Linked DNA regions of Rattus norvegicus: region 2 is linked to region 1. The links are chromatin contacts, called in public Hi-C maps. All regions are on one chromosome and are shown on one strand. Each heading gives the region's core, a stretch centred on a gene start, on an enhancer-like site or on the middle of the called end of the contact. The rest is flanking DNA. Distances are from core to core; before and after follow the strand shown. Region 1 has its middle 140 kb from the start of Fhl2. Region 2 has its middle 84 kb from the start of Nck2.

Region 1 (7,954 bases), core at 1,902-4,401:
ACACCCTGGACTTTATGCTGTTCAGTTCTCCTACACCAAGTATCTCTTTCGCCCTTGGGTCCTGCTGTCTTTACATTTATAAAATACACCCTGGTGGTCTAACTACTCCTTCCCTACCTCATTGTTCCATGTTGGCCTGTGTTCTTTCTGAACACCACACTGGATGGCCCTCCAGCTCTCTTTTTCCTTCCTTCCGATGGAGGCTTCAAGAAACACCAGAAAGAAATTAGCTATTTCCAAGCTCTGATCCAGTGGCTTTATGCCTGAATCTTTCTCAAGATTCTTGTAACCACAGAAGAACACCTAATCACACACCAAGGCCCTCCTCCAGACTCCCTTCTCCATTCACCCTGCTCATCAGGATCTAAACAGGCTTAAGTATTCCCTGATTTCCCCCACAGTCTTAGTTCCAGATCTCACTTCCTTCCATCATGGAACTCACCCTGGTCTCTTCAAACCCTGTTTCCTGAAAGCTGGATCCTACCAGCATCCTTCTGCTCTGTCCTACCTACCTTAGTCTCTATATGGCACGACGATATCCCAAACTATTGATTCTTTCTGTTTACCTCTTTCTATGCTCTCCACTAGAATAAAGGTGTATATGTGGACTACAAGTGGATGTAGTAGGACTGGCCTGCTCCACAGCACCCTAGGCATTCTGGGTATTTCTTGGATGGGCGAGTCTCTGTTATCAGCAGCTGCTTTAACACAACTGTGTGTCTGCTGATTCAAAACCCATTTCCACCATGGTGAATTACACAGGACACTTAGTTTACAACTTCATCCCTTCCCAGGCATACAGTTCATTGATGTCAAGTGCACTCACACCATTTTGCCCCAGGAACTTTAAATTATCGGGAACCCTCACTCTGTCCTATTAAACACCAGCTCCCCATTCATCCTCTCCCCACCTCTCCTGGCCCCTGTTAACCATGATTCTCATTTCTGCCTCTGTGAATAGATCTCCATCAAGCCCCTCTAACTAGAACTACAGTATTTCTCTTTGAACATCTGGTTTATTCCACTTAACATATCACTTTCCAGGTTCATCTGCGTAACAGATACCGCCTTCCTCCTCTTAAAGGCCGAATGTCAGTCCATGTCACATTTACTTCTTTCTCTTATTCATTCATCTGGGATCGTGTTCATCCAGCTTTGTAAGAGAATTTTGTATCAAGAAAGCTTGCAAAAATGTGAGATAAGGAGAATGAACGTATGCTGTTGGATCCAGTGTTGTTGATAGCTCCAGTTATCTAAGTGGCCAGCACAGCAGGCTACCCCCAGAAGTCCTGAGCAGTGCCTTAAAGCAGAATTGGAGAGCCTGGGGGTGGCTTTGTACGAACAGTGTTAGCTCTCCTAGCTACTGCCGGAAGGGGTTGTCTGAAAAGGAAGGGAAACACTTGCCCTGTGCTTTGTTTGGTTTGGGGCTGAGCATCTTTAGTGGCACTGAAAAACTATCCTGAATGGTCTTTCTTCTCTTCTCCCTCCCGAGCAAGGGCTCTCTCTCCTCTCCTCTCCACTTCTCTCCAAAGCTAAATGTCCCACCAAACCTACACTTGAAAGAACAGACAAGTTTAGTGTCTATTTTCTTCTTGTAAAATTGAGACCCCAGGAAGCAAAGCAAGGGCTGGTATTTCCTGGTGGCAACAGGCAAGGTGGCACTCGCAGGTGTGACCAGAAGATGCTTCACGAAGGTTCACCGATGGAGATAGGGAACTACACCAGGGATTTGGTGAAAGGAGGAGGGAGCAGATGACAGTGCTGGAGAAACAGTGTAGGCAGAGTGGGTTTTCTAGACAGGAGATTGATTTAGAGCAGCAGCTGGAAATTATGTAGGCGAACTTTGTGACCAGACTGGTTAGTTCCCTTCTAACGTCTCACCCAGACCATGCTTCTCAAAGCTAGGTCTGTGGGCCTGCCTGGCTTTGAACTGTTACTGTGATATCCAGAGGTTGTAGTTCCTTTGGTTACATGTCTGGAGACATGGTTCATCAGAGCTGTCTACAGGGAGCCCTGTGGCTTAGACTGTCACAGAACCATCTCCATCCACCGTTCCATGAAGGAGGGAGAGCAGCTCTGCCGAATATGCCTTGGAGCTACCTTAGGTTCCGGACTCAGCATGGAACTCTAAGTACACCTATACTTAAGAATGCAAATGGTAAGGGGTGGGAATGTAACTCAATTTGTAGAGTGCTTGCCTAACATGCATAAAACTCTGGGTTCAAGAATTGCATGAAACAAGGTGGTGATGCACGTCTATAATACCAGGACTCATCCTACCACTTGACAGTGAAAGCCAGAGAATCAAAAGCTCAAGGTCATCCTCAACTACATATTGAGTTTGAGGCCAGCTTAGGACATATGAGACTTATGCTAAGAACAACAACAACTCAAGTGGGAAATACACAAATTGGCCTAAGTAGTAAGGACATGTGCTATATCACCTATGTGCCAGCTCAGAGAAAGCTTAGCAAGACCACAGTTCAAAGATAGCCTCAGTGGTAGAGGTAGAGGTCCCTAAAACTAAGAGCTAAGATAGTCCCATAGGTCAGGGTGAGTTTGCAGCCAGCTGGGTCCCAGGTGCATTGTGGATCTATTTCTGGGACTTGTAACTGTGAAGGGGGTTGTCTTAGTCAGGGTTTCTATTCCTGTACAAAACATCATGACAAAGAAGCAAGTTGGAGAGGAAAGGGTTTACTCAGCTTACACATCCACATTGCTGTTTATCACCAAAGGAAGTCAGGACTGGAACACGAGCAGGTCAGGAAGCAGGAGCTGATGCAGAGGCCATGGAGGGGTGCTGCCTATTGGCTTGCTCACCTTGCTTTCTTATAGAACCCAGGACTACCAGCCCAGGGATGGCACTACCCACAATGGGTCCTCCCTGCTTGATCACTAATTGAGAAAATGCCTTACAGCAGGATCTCATGGAGGCATTTCTTCAATAGAGGCTCTTTTGTCTGTGATAACACCAGATTGTGACAGGTTGACACACAAAGTCAGCCAGTACAGGGGTTTTGACAAAGAGGCAGTTTCAGAGGTTGGGGTCAAGCTGTTCAATGGAAATGGAAGTGGAGAGCTGGTTGAGAGATTCAGGGACACCACAAGAAGGTAGCAGAGCCACTTTCTGCCACTAGAGGTCAGAGAGCAGTAAGACTAGGAATCCGACTCCTCCACTGACAGGGGGTTCTGTGGAACAAAGGCTGTGTCTGTGTTGATAAATTGCAGACACAGATTAACAAGTTAGTCAGCTTCTCAAGTCCGCTGATGATGTCATAGTTATGCCATCCAAAGAGTTCAAGTTCCATTCTCATTTTGAGCAGCTTTGACATCTCTGTGCTCGAGCGGACCTGACTCCAAACACTCTTTGCTGGGTGTAAAAGCCCCTCTGCTTCCCTGCAGGCATATGTCGTGAACTATTGAAGTAAGAAGGTGACAAGGAGATGAGCCGTATGGTGGATGATTCTAGATGGACAAGATATGGCAAAGTATCAGTTAGCCACACCCTGACTTCCATGACCAATTCATGGGTGGAAAGCTTCTGGGCTCAAGGTCTACTAGGGTCAAGACTATGTAAGGAGCAGAGGATGGGGCTTGGGCGGGGTGAGAGAAATCACTCAAGTGAAGGTGAGGGGCAAGGTTATGAGCATTTAGTCTGCTGGACAATGTTTCTTTGGTAGAGATGTTGGTGTTCTAATGACTAAGGTCTCTAGCTTGGGGACAAGGACGAGAGACCACTACTAAGAAGAGACTGTTTCAATAGAAAGGGACCTAGAATAGAATAGAAAGGCCTGAGGGCAGCCCACAGTAAAACTCTTTCAGGAAAGGAAGCTGAGGCCTCCTAGAAGTCACAGGGTATTCAGAGGATGGACTAGGATGAGAGTGATTTCCTGGTGTAAGATCCAGAGTCTGATCCCCGTCAAAATCAGGAGTGAGGATGCTGAAAGCATGGTGAATTATTGGAATCAGAGATGAGGATGTTGTAACCGTGGTGAGCTATAAGGACAAGCCCGAGTCTAATGGTTACTTTCCAACGGACCTCAAACCCTTCTGGGTGCTCAAGTCTCCTTTTGCCTTGACTAAGCCTTTCTTTTCCTCTCAACAGATCACAACTGACACCTCCTCTTCCTGGCCTTGGCCTACTTTTTTTTATGACACTTGAAGCCAGGTTTAACACTAAGCAGTACCCTAGTGCAAACACAGATAAGGGCAGGTGGCCTTCTTCCCTCAGAGACCCACAACTGCCTGCCACTTCCTGTGGGGGAGGAACTGAACTCCTTCAAGGATCTTGCTTCTGGAACCCCACTTGTGTGACACTATCTATGGGCCATCCCTCTCTCTGCTCAGATATGGGCAGTTCAGGGGACATGTTTGCTGTGCCTGAGCCCACCCTCATATCCATATGGTACCCTATGACAGCTGCATCGGAGGCCAAAGATACAAGTTCTCATGAGGTGAGATTTAAATATAATCACTTGATAATGTACAGGGAATTCCTTCAGCAGATTTTAAGATTTACCTGTTGGTTGGGGATTTAGCTCAGTGGTAGAGCGCTTGCCTAGCAAGCGCAAGGCCCTGGGTTCAGTCCCCAGCTCCGAAAAAAAGAAAAGAAAAAAAAAACTTAGAGATTTACCTGTTAGTGGGGGATACCTAAAATCCAGTCAAGGGGATTAAGCTTTGAAAAAGCCTGCTCAACTTTGGGGAGTGCTGTTTGGTCCATTGGTGATAAGATACTAAAGTGTGCGTAAATACTCCACACAGGCCCATGGCAACTCCTGGGAAGCTCAGAGGCGAGCAAGGTTAATGCACATCTCCAGAAAACCCAAATTTTATTCCCAGGATAGGGATGAGCTTGGAGCTGGAGCAAAGCTGGGAACCGAAATGGTGCTCATCTCTTAAGGATGTCAGGCCCGTACCAGGCAGGATCTGATACCAGCAAATCCCTCATTATAACTGAACAAAAGAAAATGGATGTTCTTTCTTGTTACCCAAGTTTTCCCTTCTGTTACTGCAGTCTGCATCCTGTTAACTATACATTTGAAAGCTCTCTATGTGGTGACTAGAGTATTTTCAAATGCTGTGTTTTGCCTGGAAATGGAAACAGAAAAAGCCTGGTAGAGAAGAAGTCTCATGGGACCTCTGTCAGGATCTGCTTTTCCCCCTTCTATCCTGTAGTCTTCGTTTCTCAGTAGCAAAATTGTCCATCCTTCAGTTTATCCCAGAGAACGGAAGAGAATTTTCAATGTAATATCTACCTTAGCAAGGTGAAGGGGAAAAATAAAAAACCTTTCTGAGCCACTTGGGACTCATTTCCCATGCATTGCTGAATCTGTTCAGCTTCCTTTGGTTGGCCCTCAGCCTTTCGGTGATTCTTGAAGACTTCGTTTTTACTTCCTATGTGTGGTAACTTTATCCACATGCATGGAACATTGCACTGTTCCATCAGGAATATTCATTCCTTTTACACACACACACACACACACACACACACACGCACACACGCACGCACGCACGCACGCACGCACGCACGCACGCACGCACGCACGCACATGTCCATGCATGCCTCGATCCCCTGAGAAAGAGCTGCAGACTTCCCCTCAGCCAAGCAGCAGGCCCCCTCCAGGGTTAAGCCTGCCTGCAGATTTCCCAGCTCATTTATTTAGGAGCAAAGTCAGGCTCCAGCCCCAGAAATCTTCCTCTCTCTCTTTTCCACCTCTTTCTTTCTTAGGGTGTTGTGGAGCCTGGAAGCCCAAGCCTGACTCCTTGTGATTGGAGCATCAAAAGGACGAACATGCCAAAGCTGATTGCTGCAGCTCAATTGTGTCCACCAAGGAGGTGGTGCCTCTGAGAGGGAATGGAGTTGGGAGAAATCTGTTCTCCTGAATAGGACACGCCAGTATCTCAGGGTAGGGGTAAGGAGATTATCAATTAATGAAAAGTGAAAGTGCGAGTTTGGCTGCTTCACTTCTCTCTCTGCCTCCCACCTCACCTCCCTTTGTTATTATTATATTACATCATGGGATAACCAAGCACAGAGACCATCTCTGGATACAGCCCCACCCCCACCCCATACCACACTTCCCACTTCCTGAACTATGAGAAGTAATTGTTTTCCTTTATTAATTACGAAGCTAGTAGGAGTCTGTTTCAGCATTATGAGCAGACTGAAACAGTGATGTAATCTCAGCAAAAGGTCTGCTCTTCCCTGGAGGAAGAGGGTAGAAAATGATGGTTTGGGAAGCACAGAGACCCTGCCATGATTCCACTGGATGAGTCTGAGGAATCACAGTGGATAAGCAAAGGTCTTGCTCTTATGTCTTGTTCTTGGCTTCAGACTTCCCCTGAACACTCCCACTCACCAAGGCCACCATAGGGAATCCTGGAGCGCCAGACAAGCCAGCGTTTCCCAAAAGGCTGACTGAAACACAAACACTGGGCTCATCCTGAGTGTTGCCCTCAGTAAGTCTAAGGCATGGGCTCACGTGTGTGCATCTAACACCCTCCATGATATCACTGCTTGAAGTTCAGAAGCTCTACTTAGAGGTTGGAGGAGGTGAGCAGTTGGTGACAAGAGTAGGCAAGCCAAAGTCATCCTCCTGGATCCATGCTAACTCGTTCAGTGACAGAGACTCACTGAAGATTCTCTTCCACCTAGCAAACTTCCTGCCTGATTCATCTATGACACAGAGTCTGTGTCAAGACCTGTCAGGGGTCTGAGTCACTATGCTTGAAAACTAACCAGTGTTCCCTCATTTTCAGTTTCCAAGGTCTCAAGTCCCACAGGGCACTGCAAGGGGATCAGCTGACATCCACACCATCAATGGGCCATTTTGTAAGAAATGCCCCATAATCAGGGAAGTCTTTTCTGATGATAGTGAAATCACTTGAACTCGCCCCAAGAGAGGCAACTCTTTATTTCACTGAGAGTAACTACAACAAAATTCAAACTGAAAAAAAAAACCCTTCATTCTAGGGTATATATTATATAAAAGTTATCTGCCATATTTAAAAATAAAAACTGGAGCAAACACATAGAATTCCTCTGCTGTCCTGTCAAGATGGCGAACACTGTGGTTATCAAGTTACACATGTTTACAGAGGTGTTTACATCCTGGAAATGGGCACCATTACCTTACCTCACATGGCTTATCCACCCCCTATTACTGCAATAAGAAAGCACCACGAGCTTTGACTCTTAAAAACAGCAACTTGTCATCTTGCAGTTCTGGAGGCTGGATGTTTGACATCAAAGTGTTGGTGGGCCATGCTTCTGTCAGAGTGCCTACATGGGTAAGGGGTTCCTTCCTTTCTTTTTCCAATGTCTAATAGTTCCAGAAGTTCTCTGCCCTTTAGAGGGATTGCTCCAGTCTGTTTCTGTCTTCATACAGCATTCACCCAGGTGCCTGCATCTTCCCCTGACTGTGTATTGATGACACCACCCAGGTTGATTCAGGGGTCACCTGCTCCAATATGAGCTCTTCTTGTCAAGCAAACAAACAAAACAGCAACAAAAACCCCATGAAATGATTCCCTTTTTAAACAAGTCTGCATTCTGAGGTGCTGGGGGTTCAAAGGTCAACTCATTTTCAAGGGAACTGCAGTATAATACCTGACAGAGAGCAATTACAGTTGCTAATCAATAGGTCTTCTAGTGAGAAGATTGTGAGCGATTATCTCGCTTGCCATCACAAGGCCCTGACGAGTAGAAGAGGGCATCTGAGAGTGAGCGGGCCAGAGCAAGACAATGCCAGGATACCACCCAACACTGCTGGTTTTGAAGAGGAGGAAGGGCCATAAGCCAAGGAATGTGGGCAGCCCAGGGAAAAATAGACAACTGATTCTCCTCTCGCCTTTGAAAGGGACACACTTTCCCCAGCATCTTGACTTTAGCCCCATGAAACCTCTGTGGGACTTCTAATCCACAGATACACGGGCACATTTGTGTTCTCTGAAG
Region 2 (7,954 bases), core at 3,092-5,591, 63 kb after region 1:
CTATATAATGCCTAGAGAAGTTGCTGTGTTTATTTTTAAATGCAAATGGAAACTAGAAAGTACTGGGTAATGAAAATGGACAAACAATGAATAAATAAGGCTCAGTGCTATAAAGGGTAATGTGAATCACTCTGGCTCCTGAAATGAGACTGCTTAGGCAGTTAAAAGCTTTAAAAGAAATTGGCCCACATGTGTCAAGAGCCCTAAAAACAATTAATACCTTTAAAACTAATGATCCCACTTCTACTAATTTATCTTAAATAAGTAATCATGTACTTAGTGTGTAACTCAGTAGTATGACTTTTGTCTATCATGCGTTAGGATTGGGTTTCCTTCTTTATATTACCCCTCTAAAAATATAGCTGATTTTGGACATGTGGCCAGGGTTAGGGAGATAGATCAGTGATAGAGTGCTTGCCTAGCATCCCTGATATATATATATATATATATATATATATATATATATATATATATATATATCCTGCCAGTGCCTACCTACCATATATATATATATACACACACACACACACACACACACACATATATATATATATATATATATATATATATATATATATATATGATATCTGTGCACTGTTTGTGTGACTGGTGCCCATGGAGACCAGAAAAGAGCATTGGATTTTCTGGAACTAGAATTTAGAATTACAGCCAGTTGTTACATGCCAAATTGCTGGAAATTCAACTTAGATCCTGTGGAAGAGCATCAAGTGCTCTTAACTGCTGAGCCATTTCTCTACCCACCAAGAGCTAAGTCTTTGGCTTGATGGTCCCGTTATATACATATTTATCTCTTCATATATATACACATGTGTGTGTGTGTTATGGATTTGTTTATATTTCTATCTCTCTCTCAAACACATACTCTCACATGGATGATAAGTCTTTCAGATCCACGAATTCTATATCTGTCGATTTAACCAACTGGAGACTAAACATTTTCCTTCTCATTTCCCCTTTCTTTGGTAACATGTATTGAATCCAGAGCCTGTAAATCATGCATGTGTTCTACCACTGACCTATATTCCTATCCAGACTGAAAACATTCTTTAAGAAAATATGTATGTACAGAACTTATTGCAGAACTTTTTTTCTTCTCACTATTTTCTAAACTATAGCATCTAGTCTATGTAGTCTGCATTGTACCAAATATAAGCAATTTGGTGAAGATTTAAAGTGTATGAGTGGATGTGTGTAGGTTATATGCAAATACTACTCCATTTTGTATGACAGATTTTATTATTCACAGATATTGCTATCTGTGAGAGTTCTAGAATAATTCCACAAGAATGATGAAGGATACACACACACACACACACACACACACACACACACACACACTCCAGAAACAACAGCTGGGCGATGTTTCCTAGTCCAAGACATTACAGCACTGGTTAAAAATGTCAAGTTCTGAAAATAATGGTCATTTATGTGTTATGAAACATGTGGGACCACATAGTGTCACAACCTGTCACAAAGACCTGTCTCCCAAAGGCCTATTCACATCCCTTTCATTCTGTGTAAAGAACAATGTATTTATCTGAGTTTGCCTAGACCGACCTGTTAATACTGTTGCCACCTTACCTTTTGTTAGTGTTTCAGTTTTTAACGCAGTTCCTTTGTTCTCCTAGTAACATTGTATAGCACCCTCTCTGCATCTAATACCTTCCTCTACAAGTCAAAGCGAAAAACTCAATCCAGCCTAAAGTTCATAATATCGTACAGCGCCAGGATGATCTCTTTCTACTTAAGAATCAACACACCTCAGACAGGAGGTTTACTGACAAATGCAGATGCATTCCAAAATGTCTGGACATTCAGTAATCTTCAACCTTCCTCCATGGATGTCATAGTTTAAGTTTTGTTCGCAGTTAAACAATGTGCCAACAACAGGTGACTGTTGTCCTCGCCAACACCACTTAGGCACTGGGAGTTCCTGTGTTCAACTCTCCTGGTCTTTCTAAAATACAAGTGTGTGGATGTAGTTGGAATATTCCACAGAGGAGAGAGTGGGAACAGGATGAATAGAACATGGCTACTTGTGTAGCTCAAAACTCACACTGGGACCTATGAGAAAATTACATTGTTCTTATAAACAAAAACCTTTTTAAAATGTCCCTATTGAGAAGCTAAAATATGTGAGGAATAGAATATTGAAAAATATTTAAAAATTTAAGGTTTCACATAAAAAAATAACTCTCCTTTTAATTAAAACACCAGTAAGAGCCTGTAAAAGTTATCTAATAAAATTATTAAATTTTTTTTTTGGTTCTTTTTTTCAGAGCTGGGGACCGAACCCAGGGCCTTGCGCTTCCTAGGCAAGCGCTCTACCACTGAGCTAAATCCCCAACCCCAAAATTATTAAATTTAAAGAACAACGTATGTTAATGGAACTGGGGAAAGGACATTGCTTTTTTTCTGAGAAGAACATTAGAAATAAACCATATGTTTATCTTGATTTTTTAAAAAAATGGGTCATAGATGCCAAAGAAAACCAGGGAGCTATTAGGCTGTATCAAATAAGAGTATAGCGTTCAGGAGACTGGCAACAATAGGCTCATTGTTCCTTTCCTTGTTGGCACACAGCCCATCTGTAGCCAGCTGACACACAAGGCCTGCCAGGCACAGGACCCACTAGAGCATGTCAAGCAGGGAGCAGATGTCTATGGTTTACTCTCGAATCCTCCTCAGTCACTCAGTTCATGGGTGTGCAAGTCCCCTGTATAAAATGGTGTTTATACATGACCTGTTCTCATCCTCTTGTAAGCTGTCTACAGAGCACTGTGACGTGTAATCTCATGAGAATTCTGTGTAAGTAGTAGGCATGCTGCTGTTTGACGTGGGGAGACAGGAAAATCAAACTGTCTGGTAAAGATGTGGTTTTCTTTCGATTGTTCTCATTCTGGACTTGGTTTAACCTATAGATTCAAACCTGTGGATAAGGATAGCTAACTGTATGATGTTAGCAGGATGTTAGTGTTAGTGCGGGTGGCGGGTTCCAAACCTTCTTAGAAAACCCCCTAAGCTTACCAATGATTCTCTTAGCCCAGAGTAAGCCCTTAGGGGTAGAAAGAGAGCCAAGGCCCTCCTGTCCTGTTTGCTAGTGCAATCTAACAAGAGCACACAGCTCCATGACTCCATTCTCATTGAAAATAGGCATCATCACCTGCACCTGGGTGTTAATGTGGGTGGACTTGAGGAATAAAGTTCTCTTAAGTCCCCAATATTTCTAAAGAACAATATTGGGCCATAACTATGATCAAAAGATTAAATTATATCAGTCCTGATTCTACAGAGTTTACTGTGTGGTTTGGAAGAAAAGAGGCTATATACAAGTTTCTCTTTGTTGTTCAAATTCTTGTGGTTTCAGTTCCCGTGTGGTCAGTCATAGATGAAATGTATAGTATATAATAAAATATGAGAGAAAGACCCCATTTGTGTTGTTTTTATTATACTATTATAATTTATTAGCATTGATGTTAATATCTTATTGCCCTTAATTTATCAAGTAAGTTTTATCACAGGTATACATGCATGGAAAGGCAAATGAAATATATTGGGTTCAGTCCTGTGTGTGGTCTCAGAATGCACTGGAGTGCAGCGTCTTCGAATGTGTTCCTCATGGGTAGAGAGACTGCTGAATGGACGAACATAATCCCAATGTAAGGTAATTTAGAAGATTATTTTAGGTGGAATTTTAAGGTGGGGAGACTGGCTGGAGTGATAGGTCACACTGAAAACCTGAAGAATGCAGGAGGCACAAAACAAATAAACAAGGTGTAAAAAGCAAAAATTTAGCAAACACAAGACTGAACTACGTGGCTGATCACATAAGGGACCACAGGAAGTCCTAGGCACTAGGAAGTCCAGATCCTTTGTTATAGTGTGAGCTTCTTGTCATACCTGTGGGCTGATGTTTGCTGGCATACAGACGGTGCAACGTTGTATTCCCTCCACCTGAGTTCAATCATCTGAGAAAGGCTTTAGCTATCTGACACAGAATCTCTGAAGGACTTTTTAATCAACCTTCAGAAACTGGAATTTACAACCAATTTTTACAAAAATGCAGACCCTGTGAGAGCATGGTGTTCAGTTACCCCACGTGCTTCATAGAGCCAGGAGGACGTTTTTTTCCCTCCAAGCAGAACTGAAAAAGAAAGGATATAGTCTGAAGGTCATGGCCCATCAAACAACCAATAGCAGATCCTCTCTGCGCCCCATCTCCCCAACCGCCTCCCACCCCAACCCCTGGCTCCCGGACTGTGTGTAAGTTCAGTACAAGCTGTGTCTCTTGGACGTTATGTTTTCTGTTTTCCAAGCTGAGGGAACAAAGGAAACAATGGCCGTCCACAACCCTCCATCACGAAGCAGCTGAAAAAGGATGGCCCCGTGTAAACATCCAGCGCCATTTCCAAGCAGAACCCTCTGATCCGTCTCTGTGGTAGTTTTGAACCAGGAGGAAATTCTTACGAGTGAATTAACAACTCTGAGTGTTCAAGGGGGACTTTCCTTCAGATCAGGCTCAGGTACTTTTCCAGACGAAGGTAGTGGTTTTAGTTCTGAGAATATTATTTTTTTTCTTTTTTAAAAAAGAAAGTCCTCTTTTTTCCCTACATAGCTGTGGGCCGGCTGCTGTGAGGGAAATGTTGGCAGCGGCACCGTTAGGCACCCTGGACACAACACTTTCCTTCTGGTCTCTATTTATCCCCACACAGTACAGTGGTGATTTATCCAGTGACAATCAAATTGCAGTTTCCAAACATCCTGACTCCAGGGAAAGAGAGCTCTATTGTAGTCCCTGTCCACATGGCTGCTGCTCGCATAGGATTAATGACTTTGGAGACTGACATTTCTGTGACCCCAGAGAGCAGAGGCGGGTTTCCTGGTTATCTACTAGTCAGAAAACTCCGCTCTAAGACTTCTGTGTTGCAAATAAAGTGGTTCTGCCTCAGGGGCTGCCTCTCTTCTACCTCTTCGATAAGCCAAGAAGCAGAAGACTAACACTTGCTAGGTAGCACTTTAACTTGAATTTAGGGACAAGATGCCCCAATTATGGTTCCTCAGGTATCAAAAGACAAGTCCTGTCTGCTCATACATAAGGACCTGGAGCAAGCTTTACATTGGAGGTGAACTCCATGTCCTTTACTTTCTGGACTGAGTTAAAGCAAGAGGGGATGGAGGGGGTAAGAGGCAGGCAACCATTTAAGACAGCTGTGCCCAAAGGCAAAAGACTTAGTCTAAGAAAACCTGAGTGGGAAACAGAGACTAGCACACAGCAGATGTTTAACTCAAACAAATAATGTCACCAACAAGGCATAGAACAACACATTTTTACAGAAAAACAAATAAAATACCAAACAGTATTGACTCAGCTTCCTTCTGATTCAGCGCTTCCAACTTTGAACACACAGCACGGATCCTTGAGCCCTCCCCTTCTCTTTTCTGGCTTGTGGTGAGGGCTTCTCGAGTCACTGCTTGGTTTCAGTCTGGATTCATTAGGAATGACCCCCATTCAAACTGGCTCTCTGCCATCTTCCAGCAGTAACCAGGGAATGCTCACTTCTCAGTGCCAAATGGAAAGAACTCCCCAGGTCAATGGGCAGAAAAGAAAATCAACGTCTCATTTATGTTAGAGGAGCAAGAGGACCAACCCCTGCCCTGCCCTGCCCTGCCCTGCCTAAGCCTTTATTCTGACAGCTTTCACTTGCAAGAGCTCATCACTCAACCTACAATGCTTGCAGATGCAGGCTGTACTGCCCCATGAGGCCACAGCGCAAACACCACACTACAGTGTTTTCAAGGCCTCCCATTCCAGATCCTCCCATAGCCCCAGAGCATCCGAGCAAAGAACCCCTAGCTTCCTCCTCTCTCTTCCCAGCCCACTCAGTTCCTTCCACCTTTCCTCTTCTGCCCTGGTATCATAACAAAGTCCTGGTCTAACTTGAAAGCTATAAGCCCATTAGGCCCACGTCAGCAAACATACCTGACACTACACAGCATCGCTGTGAAACTGTACTTTAGCGGGTACTTGTGGGGGCAGAGGGAGAAACTATTCAGAAAGCAAAACTCTAGCAGTTTCTAAGAGATACAGGAGAGGCTTCTTTTTCGTCAAGAGCTTTCTGTTTCTCTTATTTTAAATCCACATCAAAGTCTTGAACTTCTCATCCACAGGATGTCACAGGTAGTAAGTGGGAGGCGTGAATGTGCCTGGAGACTGCAAGGCTCTGAGAAGTTGACCCATTGCTCTCCGTGACAGGTGCCAGGCTTCCCACCCGGTCTCCCTCTGTGGATGATCAATTCCTGGAAGGCAAGGGGAGCCTGGAAGATGCTTCTGCATCATTTGTTTTCCATTCTCTAGCACATGCCTGCTTCCAAGGGATAAAGGATGGATGGATGGATGGATGGATGGATGGATGGATGGATGGATGGACGGATGAGCAAGGGATAGATGCTATTAGAGAAGCCTAATGGCCAGCAAGCTGAACTCCTAACTAACAAAAAACAAGTCTCTGGGGATTTGGAATTATGAAACAGGAAGGACAAAGTACTTTGCATACTACATGGATTTGTTCAACCAATAGAGCAGTGGTCCTGGTAGCATCAAGGATCCCTGCAAGATCGTTTTCAGTTTCTGTTCATCATTTCAGATGAATGGCTAGGAGGTCAAGGACTTTACTTCAATGTCCCCAGTGAGGTCCAAGCATGTGTTTATGAATGAGGAGGGACTCAAAGTCAGGACCCCCATGTCTGGCTCAGTTTAGGTTAGCGGAAGAACAGATCCAGGATGGGCAACACAGACAATGGAATTCCCTGAGATCCTGGGAGTGAACTACCAGTTAGCAGGGGACCATGGAGCCAAAGTTTGGAGGCTGGGCTCTGGCCTCAGCTTTCTGACCTCAGCTTCCCTTAATGTCTGCAGGACCACATAGGGGTGAGCTCTGAGCCTGTGGCGTTTGAAGAAGCAAATGGAGAGTCTCAGGCTAGGGTGCCAAGAGCAGGTAGGAGGTGACCAGTTACTGAGAGGTAGAGGGAGATGCCAAGCAACAGGGGAGGAGAGAGGATGTTCTCGGGATGGGGGAGTGACAGAAACACAGGAAGGGAGACATCCGTCCTTGACAATTTGCCCAGTCTCCCTTGAGGGCAAATTCCAGGGAAGAAGAGCACACTGTCTTGTCCCAAATCTAAATTGGATTGAATTCAGCAAATGGCTCCCGAGTATAGTGAGTAGCTATATAGACCTATTGTGGTTCACCCAGAAAAAGCTAAAGGTTCCAGGTTATTGGAAAAACGAGAGGGACAATAGAACCACACATCAAGGCCAATTTCATGGATAGGGCATTTTTATGCCAAAGGGATTGAGGAAAAGAATCGAGGCCCCGCTAGTCATCAGAGTCTGGCTTGGTTCCTGCTCCAATTCAACAGGTCCTGAGAACTCGGTTAATGGCATAATTTAAGACTATTAACAGTTCAGATATAATCAACCCTCAGGGAAATGTTGGGGTTGAAAAATGTTCTGAGTATGGATTTGCCCCAGGCATTTCACTCCCACAGAAAAGAGCAGACAGAGAGAAGTACTAATGTATGCCCAGCCCCTGCTTCCAGTGGACTGAGTACTCGATAATTTTGCTATTATCAACTCCTTACCCTGCGGGTGGGTATGTAATAATAAAAGATCTTTGCAGTGGAAAGGGACAAAGAAAGGCTTCCTTCTGTTTCAGTGGAAACCAGTTTTAGTCCAGACTGAGGGTGCAGGGCTGACCAGTGCACACTGCCACCCAGATGATGAGTAAAAGAATATCTTTAAGAATATCTTTTGCCTTGCTGTAATAAAATTTCCTGACAAAAATTACAGAGCAAAGAAGAGTTTGGTTTTGCCTACAGTTCCAGGGTGATAGAGTCCATCGAGGGTTAAATTATGAGCCAGCCAGCCAGGCAG

What was found. Hi-C and Micro-C count contacts between places; a contact is called where the count stands out from the background.
Region 2: a Hi-C map of Schwann cells shows a contact between it and region 1, with 5 times the contacts expected there. The contact joins two enhancer-like sites. A contact is called at or near these places in 5 of 12 Hi-C or Micro-C datasets (the A7r5 cell line, Schwann cells, frontal cortex and 2 more).

Annotation. Positions count from the first base shown.
Region 1 is chr9:53,057,085-53,065,038 of GRCr8, forward strand. No RefSeq gene overlaps it. Among named protein-coding and RNA genes, the nearest start is that of Fhl2, 140 kb to the left of the region's middle. Within about 2 kb of position 3,152, at least 3 of the 93 cell types and tissues checked have an H3K27ac peak or open chromatin away from gene starts, as enhancers often do. A contact at or near this core is called in Schwann cells, where this site is marked.
Region 2 is chr9:53,119,215-53,127,168 of GRCr8, forward strand. No RefSeq gene overlaps it. Among named protein-coding and RNA genes, the nearest start is that of Nck2, 84 kb to the right of the region's middle. Within about 2 kb of position 4,342, at least 23 of the 93 cell types and tissues checked have an H3K27ac peak or open chromatin away from gene starts, as enhancers often do. A contact at or near this core is called in Schwann cells, where this site is marked.